2 separate regions of the Mus musculus genome follow, and region 2 is linked to region 1. Evidence: chromatin contacts called from public promoter capture Hi-C data. All regions are on one chromosome and are shown on one strand. Each heading gives the region's core, a stretch centred on a gene start, on an enhancer-like site or on the middle of the called end of the contact. The rest is flanking DNA. Distances are from core to core; before and after follow the strand shown.

What was found. Promoter capture Hi-C pulls out the DNA fragments that hold promoters and counts their contacts.
Region 2: a contact with region 1 is called in a promoter capture Hi-C map of hippocampal neurons, with 2.1 times the contacts expected there. The contact joins two enhancer-like sites. A contact is called at or near these places in 3 of 39 promoter capture datasets (hippocampal neurons, liver and pre-B cells).

The regions. Positions count from the first base shown.
Region 1 is chr7:28,726,636-28,730,908 of GRCm38.p6, forward strand. All of the region lies in intron 2 of Fbxo17 (F-box protein 17), which reads left to right. Among named protein-coding and RNA genes, the nearest start is that of Fbxo17, 12 kb to the left of the region's middle. Within about 2 kb of position 1,441, at least 34 of the 459 cell types and tissues checked have an H3K27ac peak or open chromatin away from gene starts, as enhancers often do. A contact at or near this core is called in hippocampal neurons, where this site is marked.
Region 2 is chr7:30,007,421-30,011,928 of GRCm38.p6, forward strand. The region is part of intron 6 of Zfp568 (zinc finger protein 568); the gene reads left to right. Among named protein-coding and RNA genes, the nearest start is that of Zfp568, 26 kb to the left of the region's middle. Within about 2 kb of position 2,486, at least 80 of the 459 cell types and tissues checked have an H3K27ac peak or open chromatin away from gene starts, as enhancers often do. A contact at or near this core is called in hippocampal neurons, where this site is marked.

The DNA.
Region 1 (4,273 bases), core at 191-2,690:
CCAGGCTGGAATTGGCTTTACCGGAAGTGCATATCCAGTCGGAGGCCACACAAAAACGCATACAGAAAAGTGTCTGGAGCGAGATGGTAGTGCCAGCCACACGTGGCAGGAGCCAGGCGCTGGAGAATCCTGGTGATGCCATAGATGCGTCAGAGCCTGCAGGCGCATGCCGCAGAGAAGCCCAGCCGCCTGCCACGCTCCTCCAGCGCCCCCTACTGGAAACCTGTAGCATCGTGGTAGCCATCAGAGGAAAAAAAGACTTCAAGGCCTTTTTTTAAAGGCCTAATATTAGTTCAATAAATGGTTCATTGACCTGTTCTACAGCAGTTCAGTGCCGTGATCCTAGAAAGCTTAAGGCTAGGGCATATTCTAATCCGACTTGCACTAGAGTGAGACCCTGTATAACAACATCAACAAAAACAAAAACTACCATCGGATTCTAGAATACTTGAGGGCTGACAAGGCTCAGTGGGTAAAGGTGCCTGGTGACACACGTGACGACCTGAGTTCGATCCCCCGTGATCCACATGTCGAAAGAAGAGAATTGAAATTGATGTAATTATAAAAAAAAAAAAAAAGAAAGAAAAAGCCGGGTGAGTTCCAGGACAGCCAGGGCTATACAGAGAAACCCTGTCTCGAAAAACCAAAAAAAAAAAAAAGGAAAGAAAAGAAAAGAAAAACTTTTAAAAAGCCAAGCACTTTTTAATCCCAGCCCTCCCAAGGCAGAAGCAGGTGGATCTCTGTGAATTAACAGCATTGTTTATTTAGCAAGTTCCAGGGCAGCCAGGAATACATAGTCTCTCTCTCTCTCTCTCTCTCTCTCTCTCAAACATGCCTGCACCCATGCATGCACACCCCTTTAAAAAGGTAAAAAACAAACAAACAAACAAAAACACCTTGGATTTGGAGTGGGAGGACAAAGATAGATGGTTGCATAAATAATGATGTTGTTTTAATGCTCTGGGAACTAACTGAACTCAGCCAACTGGCCCACACTCAGGGGTCTCATATGTCATTGCTACAAAATGGAAGAGGAGTCTGGGTCACAGGATGATGGCTTTTATGTTGGTCCCCGTGTTGGGAATGCTAAACCAGCTGGCCAATCCCTGCTGTCTTCAGCACAGCACCCTCAAGTGGCCAGCTGAAATGTCAGCAGCTGGCACCGGCCGGGATGTGCTGGGGCCAGCTTGCACCAGCTCAAGTGGATAAACTGCGCGTATCTCTTTCCAACTTCACAGCCCTGGGGCCTCAGCTGGGCAGTGTAATTGTGTGATTCATACCCCAGGCAACAACCAAGGCTATAAACATTAGTCTTCCCACCCTCCGACCCCCACCTAGCCAGTTGTTAACTACCTAGCAACGATCTAGGACTCCCAAGAGGGATCGTGACTCTACAGGGAGTCAGAGGCATTTTTAGACTGCCACCTGGAAAATCCCTTGGCAGTGCCACTTCTCCAGTGACTGAGGCCTTGTGACTCGCAGACTGATGGAGTTACGTGTCAGAGAGCAAGTACCATCATCATAGTCCTTTTTGGAATGTACAGTCATAGGTTTTTGCAGATGGAATGTTAGCAGCATCCCCAGTTACCATGCCAACCAAAAATAACCAGCCAACAAACATGCAGCTCAGACTCTCTTACCAGTAGCTGAGTGACAAGCAGACAGTATCTGATTTCCCCCACCCAAACTGGTCTCAGCCAGTGATTGACATTTAGCCTCCAGATTGTGGGAGCGATGTACCATGGGCATCCCCACAGAGAGACCTGGAGTTCCTACATGCAGCAGACAGGATTCAAGCTTTGCTTGGCTCAGTCTTGCAGGCCCCCTACCCCTCTTCTTTTTCTGTGTAACACGCGTATGCATGGTGCCCTCAGAAGCTAGGAGAGGGTGTCAGATCCCCTGAAACTGGAGTTAGAGCAGTTGTGACCCACAATGTAGGTGCTGGGAAATTGAATCAGTCCTCTACTAGAGAAGTGAGTGCTATTGTCCCCTGGTCCATTGGTTCAGCCCCATTTGTCTGTCTGTCCTCTTCCTCCTCCTTTTCTTCTTGAGTCCCTAGCTGGTCTGGACCCCACTGTGTAAAGTAGGATGGTGCAAGCTCACAGAGATCTGTCTACCTCTACCTCAGGAGCACTGAGATTAAAGGTCTAGGCCACCACACTTGGCAAGAAAAAGAAATTTTTTTTAGAGAAAAGTTTAAAAAAGGGGGGGAGTAGTTTGGTGGTGAGGCCTCACAATTATAAAGGAGGCAGCCAGGGAAAGGCTCAGAGACGTGGCCACCTTTAAGTGAATACCTGAGTGAGAGGAGAACAGAGAGACAGTGGGCAGATAGTGTGAAACCTTACGGCCCTCAGAGAGGAGTCTGCCATTAGCTTGAGAACGGGGAGTTGTGGAGGGTTCTGAGCTGCACAGGACAGCACCTGACCCAAGTGTTTCCCCTACCTGAGTGCTTACGAGGAAGGAAGCACAGAGCCAGGAGATGGTGGTGGTGCAGGTGACAGCTGATGAGGACTAAGGTTCAAAGGTCATCTCTGACAGGCCATCAGAGCAGCCTCCAGTGAGGAACCCCGGTAGAAGCCTAGAATGAGAAGGTTCCTAGAACCTAGGTGACGACAGCGAAACGCTGCTGATGGCTACAGCAGAGAACACTCACCTTGCATCACTGCAGTCATTGAGGACCTTGACGTTACAGCGTGCTTAGAAAAGGTTCACCATCTGGGCATGGTGATACATACCTATAATACCGGCACGTGGGAGGTGAAGGCTGATGGAGTTCAAGGTCAGCCTTGGCTACATAGCAAGTTTGAGAGTATCCTGGGCTACATGAAATCCTGTCTTGGGGGTGAGGGGAAGGAAGGAAGGAAAGAAAAAAGGAAGAGAGGGAGGGAGGAAGGGAGGGAGGGAGGGAGGGAGGGAGGGAGGGAAGGAAGGAAGGAAGGAAGGAAGGAAGGAAGGAAGGAAGGAAGGAAGGAAGGAAGGAAACAGATTCAAGAGATACTACTGAGGGCAGAAAGCACAGGTGTAGGTGTTTATGGACTTTTTGTTCTTGGATCTTGATTTTAGAGACTTTCAGTAGGCTGATCTAGAACTTAGAATGTTCTGGAATCATGGATACATGCACTGCTGTACATGGCTAAGTGGGATGAGGGGCAAATTTTACTCTAAAGAGGCAAAAGGAGCCTGGTGTGGCCAGGCTCAATTGTCGAACCACTACCTAAGTTCACCAGTGCAGGTCTGAGGTGCAGCTCAATGATAGAATAACTGGCTAGCACACTCAAGGCCCAGAATTGCACTCTCAGCACTGTGGGAGTTGGGGGTGTGGAGAGATAGGAGGAAAGAGGAGTAGCAAGACATGAAATAGTGTAAGAGTAAGAGAGAACCTGGCATGGCCATGTCTGTATTTCCAGCATTTGTGTAAAGGAAGGCTACATTCAAGAAAAGGCCAACAGGGAGCTGGAGAGATGGCTCAGTGGTTAAGGGCACTGACTGCTCTTCTAGAGGTCCTGAGTTCAATTCCCAGCAACCACATGGTGGCTCACAACCATCAGTAATGGGATCCGATGCCCTCTTCTGGGGTGTCTGAAGAGAGTGACAGTGTACTCACATACATAAAATAATAAATAATTCTTATTTTTTAAAAAAAAGGAAAGAAAGAAAGAAGGAAAGAAAGAAAGAAAGAAAGAAGGAAAGAAAGAAAGAGAGAGAGAGAGAGAGAGAGAAAGAAAGAGCGAGCAAGCCAGTGGAAGGCAGCCTCATTCAAGAAACCACGAAGCTCCAAGTCCACTTACAGGCTGGAGTAGCTGAAAGGTTAGAATACAGGAAAGAGAACTGAAAGATTTCTCTCTTGGCCTGCAGTTGACCATTGCTAGGGCTAACCAGTGAGTAGTCAGTTCAAAATAATCAAGTGATCCAAAAAATTAACTCGTGGCCAGTCATTAGGGATGGAGTAAGATGCCAATAGGAAAGTCAAGAATCTATAAAAATAGCCGGGCATGATGGTTCACACCTTGAATCCCAAGGCAGAGGCAGGTGGATCTCTGTGAGTTCAAAGCCAATCTGTTCTACATAGGATGTTCCAGGCCAGCTAGGGCTATATAGTGAGACCCTGTCACAAAAACAAAACAAAACAGAAATCACAAAACAAACAAACAAACAAACAAAAAAACCAAAATTGTTCTAGGGATCATATTACTTTGGTTTGGGGAATTGTCATTGTTTAACCAAGATGGAGGAGCCTTACAAAAATGGTATGTTAATGGCTAATACTTGGGAG
Region 2 (4,508 bases), core at 1,236-3,735, 1.3 Mb after region 1:
CATTGCTTGACAAAAGTAAATCTGGGAGGCAGAGCTATAGTGGCATAGTGGTCAGGGGTAGGCGGAAGGAAGGAAACGCTGGGAACCCAGTGTGGCATCTCCGTTCTGAAGTCACTCCCCTCTCCCAGTGAGTCTCCCCTGTTCTAGCACTGATGTGAAGGGAATATCTGATCTCTGTCGTCCAGTGAACTGCTGCTCTCAACTGTGAGCCTCACTAGTGCCTCTGAGTTTTTACCCTGTAGGTGAGCAGGGTGACTGGAGTGAACCCCCTTTTCAGGCCACTTAACCCCACTAGTTTAGGCTCTTGCATAAGGCTCCTGGATTTGTCTTGTGAAGAACAGAACATTGTGGGTGTATTTCAGAAGCTGGTTTTCCCCGCCTCCAGTCAGAGGTACAGTGGAGAATTTCTGTGGTCTCAACCAAGAACCTGGTGAGGCAGCTAGAGATGAGACTGAAGCTCTTAGCAGGAAAGGCCTGCTCCCTGAGTGCCTGTGTCAAGACTCAAGGAGTGGGGTGGGAAGTTTGGAGAGAGAGAGAGAGAGAGAGAGAGAGAGAGAGAGAGAGAGAGAGAGAGAGAGAGAGAGAGAGAGAGAGATATTGAGAACAGACCTGTGATAACTACGATGTACTACTCCTTGTAGTTTGTGTCCTGCATGTACTGCTCGGTAGACAGTGGGCAAATCAGACATGCTGAGCAGCTTGGCATGTGTTTGCTGTGCTTTGTTGCCAGGGTAGGGCAACAGGTGCTGTCGCTCAGGGTGCTGCGCTGGACAGGAGGAAATGGGTGCTCTCCAATGCCTGTGGTACCATCCTCCACCTTTCTACTTGCCAGTTTGCAGGCTATCCATGGTCTCTGGGTTTGGTCTTAGTCACATGTACCACTTAGGAGCAGATGCACAGTATATTCTGCTCTTCAGCCTTCTCCATCCTGACTCTTGGGTACATTTGCTCAAGAATGTAGTGACCACAGTCCACTTGGGAAGATGTCAGGGCAACTGTGAAGAAAAAACTGACACAGTCGAGTCTCTGGCCTGCCACAAGTGGCAGCTGCCTCTGTCAGTTACAGTTTGCATTTTATGCTTTTTTTTTCCAGCTTCCCCTCAACCCTTCTGCGTTGAAATGTTGAAACTTGAACTGCCAGATGCAACTGTGGAATTGCCTGAGGGTTTGTAGAGAAAGGGAGGGAAGTTGCTGGGTGTAATGTTTCAGCCACACAGACTAAGCAATCTCTTGATTCTTGTATTTAGCTTTCAAAATGCCCTTGGCATGCCAATCTGTGTGATCGCACTAAATCCTGTTAAAACACTACAGGCCAACTTTATTAACCAAAATGGATAACAACCCCTTATATTTTAAATAAAATCCAATTTGTTTATATATAAAAAGAAACTCCTGAAAGTGTGTGGCAGCGCTCTCCTGAGACTGGGACTCAGCATTGCATAGGGATGCCGGCTAGGAACGCATCAGCACTGGTGTGGGGTTTTTACCCCATGCCTTGTGTTCTGTGGCTTCTGCTCTAGTCTGGTGTGACTCTCATGTCTGCCTGTATCTGCTCTAGTCTGGTGTGAGGCTCGTGTCTGCCCGTGTCGCAGAACTGAGAGGGATAGTTTCTCCTGGGCCGCACTGTTTGGGTGAGTCTGAGAAGATGCAGCGGCGTCCAAGCTTTGTACACACAAAACAAGAAGTCAGCCTGTTAGCTGCTCTCTACTTTTGCTCTGAAATAGTCTCCATAGGTCAGGCTGTCATCCTCTCTCCTCTTAGTTCCTTACCAATCCTGGACTCCAGAAACTATACTATCTTCTTTAAAGACTAAAATTTTCCTTTTTAAAAATGAAAGCATTTACATAGTCCTAAGTCTGCATCTTGATAAATTTGCACACAGACATATGTGTCTACTTTAGAAGAGATAATAGAATGTCTAGTCCACTTCCCAGCAGTGTCCTCTGCCCCTTTCCTCGGAAGACTCCAATCTAAAGTCACCAGTTCTAACTTCCATCCTGGATTAGTTTGCACATTCTAGCCCTTCACATAAGTGGAATCGGGCACCGTCGGCGGCAGCTGCCTTTGTTTGCTCAGATCCTGGGAGCTTTCGCCACACTGCTGTCTCAGTAGCTTCTTTTTATTAGCAGTGTTCCCACAACTAACTTATCCAGCCACCTGTCGGGGAATAGCCCAACAGCTTCCAGTTTGGGGGCTGTCAGCAAGGAAGCAACCAGAGCATCCACCTCATGCAGAGAAGCATTTCGTCTCTCCTGACTAGATGAACAGAGAGGCAAGGGTCGCTGGGTAACGTGAGGTGTATGTTTATGAAAACTCATCATTTGTAGTGCTGTTAATTCCATCCTAATAGTTTCCTTGCTTAGCGCAGCGAGCCGTGGAAATGCGGGTCACAGTGGTAATTTTGACGGATGACTGCACCAGCAGATAACAGATGGTGCCAGCTGCGCAAAGCGCCTGTGCCAGACCCACGGGGAGCTTCAGCAGCTGCCTCAGGAGCATGACTGACGCTGTTCCCATGTAACTAACTGGCGCTGCTTCTGCTCCAACTAAATTTAACAACTGAGCAACACAAAAGCCATTTACATGTACCAAGTATGCCCAGTATAGTCTCTGTTAGTGAGCTGGGCGGAAGAGTGGTGGTTTCCCACCACTGTTTTAGATTTCTTCCGCATGATTCACGATGTCTTGTTCTCTTCTTCTTATGTATGAGATTTATTAAAAGTTACTAACATCATAGAGGAGCAGACAGACACCAACACGATGGGGAGCGCTCAGCCCATGTCACAGCATGGCAGTCTGTCCCTTTTGTCAGTCTCAGAAGAAGGGGAGATTCTGTGACACATGTCTGATGGATGGTTATCAGTAGTTTCAGTGAAGCTGTCTCTGTGACCTGGAGGCAGTGTTAGCCTGGAAGTGGGGACGAGCAGGAATCTAGAAAAACAAGTTTGTAGAGGACCTTTAGACACTGGCGGGCCCCAGCTAACATTCTTGAGGGTTTGGGGTTTTTTTGTTGTTGTTATTGGTGGTGGTGGTTTGTTTTTTTGTTTTTGTGTTTTGGTTTTTTTCTTTTTTCTTTAGCCAGATGACAGGAGAGGGAGGGGAGACACTTGCGGATTGAGTAGTTCTTTTCCTGCTGGGCAGAGGTGGATAAAGACTTATCCAAGAAGTCTTAGGACAGTCTCTAGTGTGGGAAATCCTAGCGGAGAAGGGTGCCATGGGGGAGGGGTCTCCACGCCTGCTGATGTCTGCTAGCTTCCTAACCCTAAAATTTAAATTATGTCAGTGGACAGTGAGTCACCCTAGACAGTGACATGGGAATAGGCAATCAGTTACACTTTGGAAGCAGCTGCTGAAGTAGCTTCTACTTCCAGCTAGAAATGGGACTTAGATGCACTTAGGGTTTCCGCTCTTGCTACTAGGCACTGCAGGACGACTAAGGAGATTCAGACAGAGGGAGTTAGGCTGTCCCAGGGCCATGTGAGTGAGGATGGGCAGTTTGAGGGACTGAGAACTTGGTACTTGTTTGTCCCCTAGTCTGGCCAAGGGAGCTGCAAGTGGAGGCGTGGCGGGTTTCTCACACCAGGAGGAGCATGGCGGGTTCCTAAGCTTGCTTTTCTGGAGGCAGGCTCTGGCTGCGCAGCAAGTGTTCACTCCCACCAGCGTGGGAAAGGAGCAGGAAACGGGATTTCCAAACACAGAGAACATGGCTAATTAATTAGATCCACTTGAGAAGGCTAACAAACAATCTTCATGAATCTTTAACTCTTCCTAGTATATGACAAATGTCACAGATGGTAAACCAAGGCAGAATACATGTCCTTAGATTAAAGACAATAGTTTCTTATGCAAGCCGGGAGGACACTGACCCAGTACTGGGATTTCCCAGAAAATTCCACTCTCAGCTTAGTCTCCAGAAGGCTGGAACAGTGGTAGCGCACACCTTTAGTCTCGGTACTCAGGAGGGAGGGGGAGGTGGAGGGGGATCTCTGTGAGTTTGAGGCCAGTCTGGTCTACAGAAAGAGTTACAGGACAGAAAATAACAAGAAAGGGGGGTAGGCAGGGATGAGTTCTGATGCTGTCCCCATCTCAGAAGCTCCAGTGGTTTTTAAATTTTGTTCAGCTGGCTGTAAGTTGAGGTACACATACCCTTTCCTCAGACTCAGTTACTTTGCTCAAGTAGCTCACAGAACTCAGACTAGGGGGAGATTAAAAATTGGCAGAAATACAGCTTACTGGTTGGAATGATTGTGACTTCATGAAAACCTGGCTTGTAGCTGCACGAGGCAGTAGGGGTGTAGAGCTCTGGCTGGCTCTTGCTCAGTCTGGGTGACTTGGTGGGACATGGCAGCACTGAAAGGGGGGACAGGGGAGGTGACTGAGGAATCTGACCTCCGGAATGAAGATTTAGGCCACCCTGCTTGTAAAACATAAGGACTGGTTGGTCCTTTAAATGCCTGTAGAAGCCCAGAATGTTGAAGTACAGTGGTAGAGAATAAATACATTCTTGA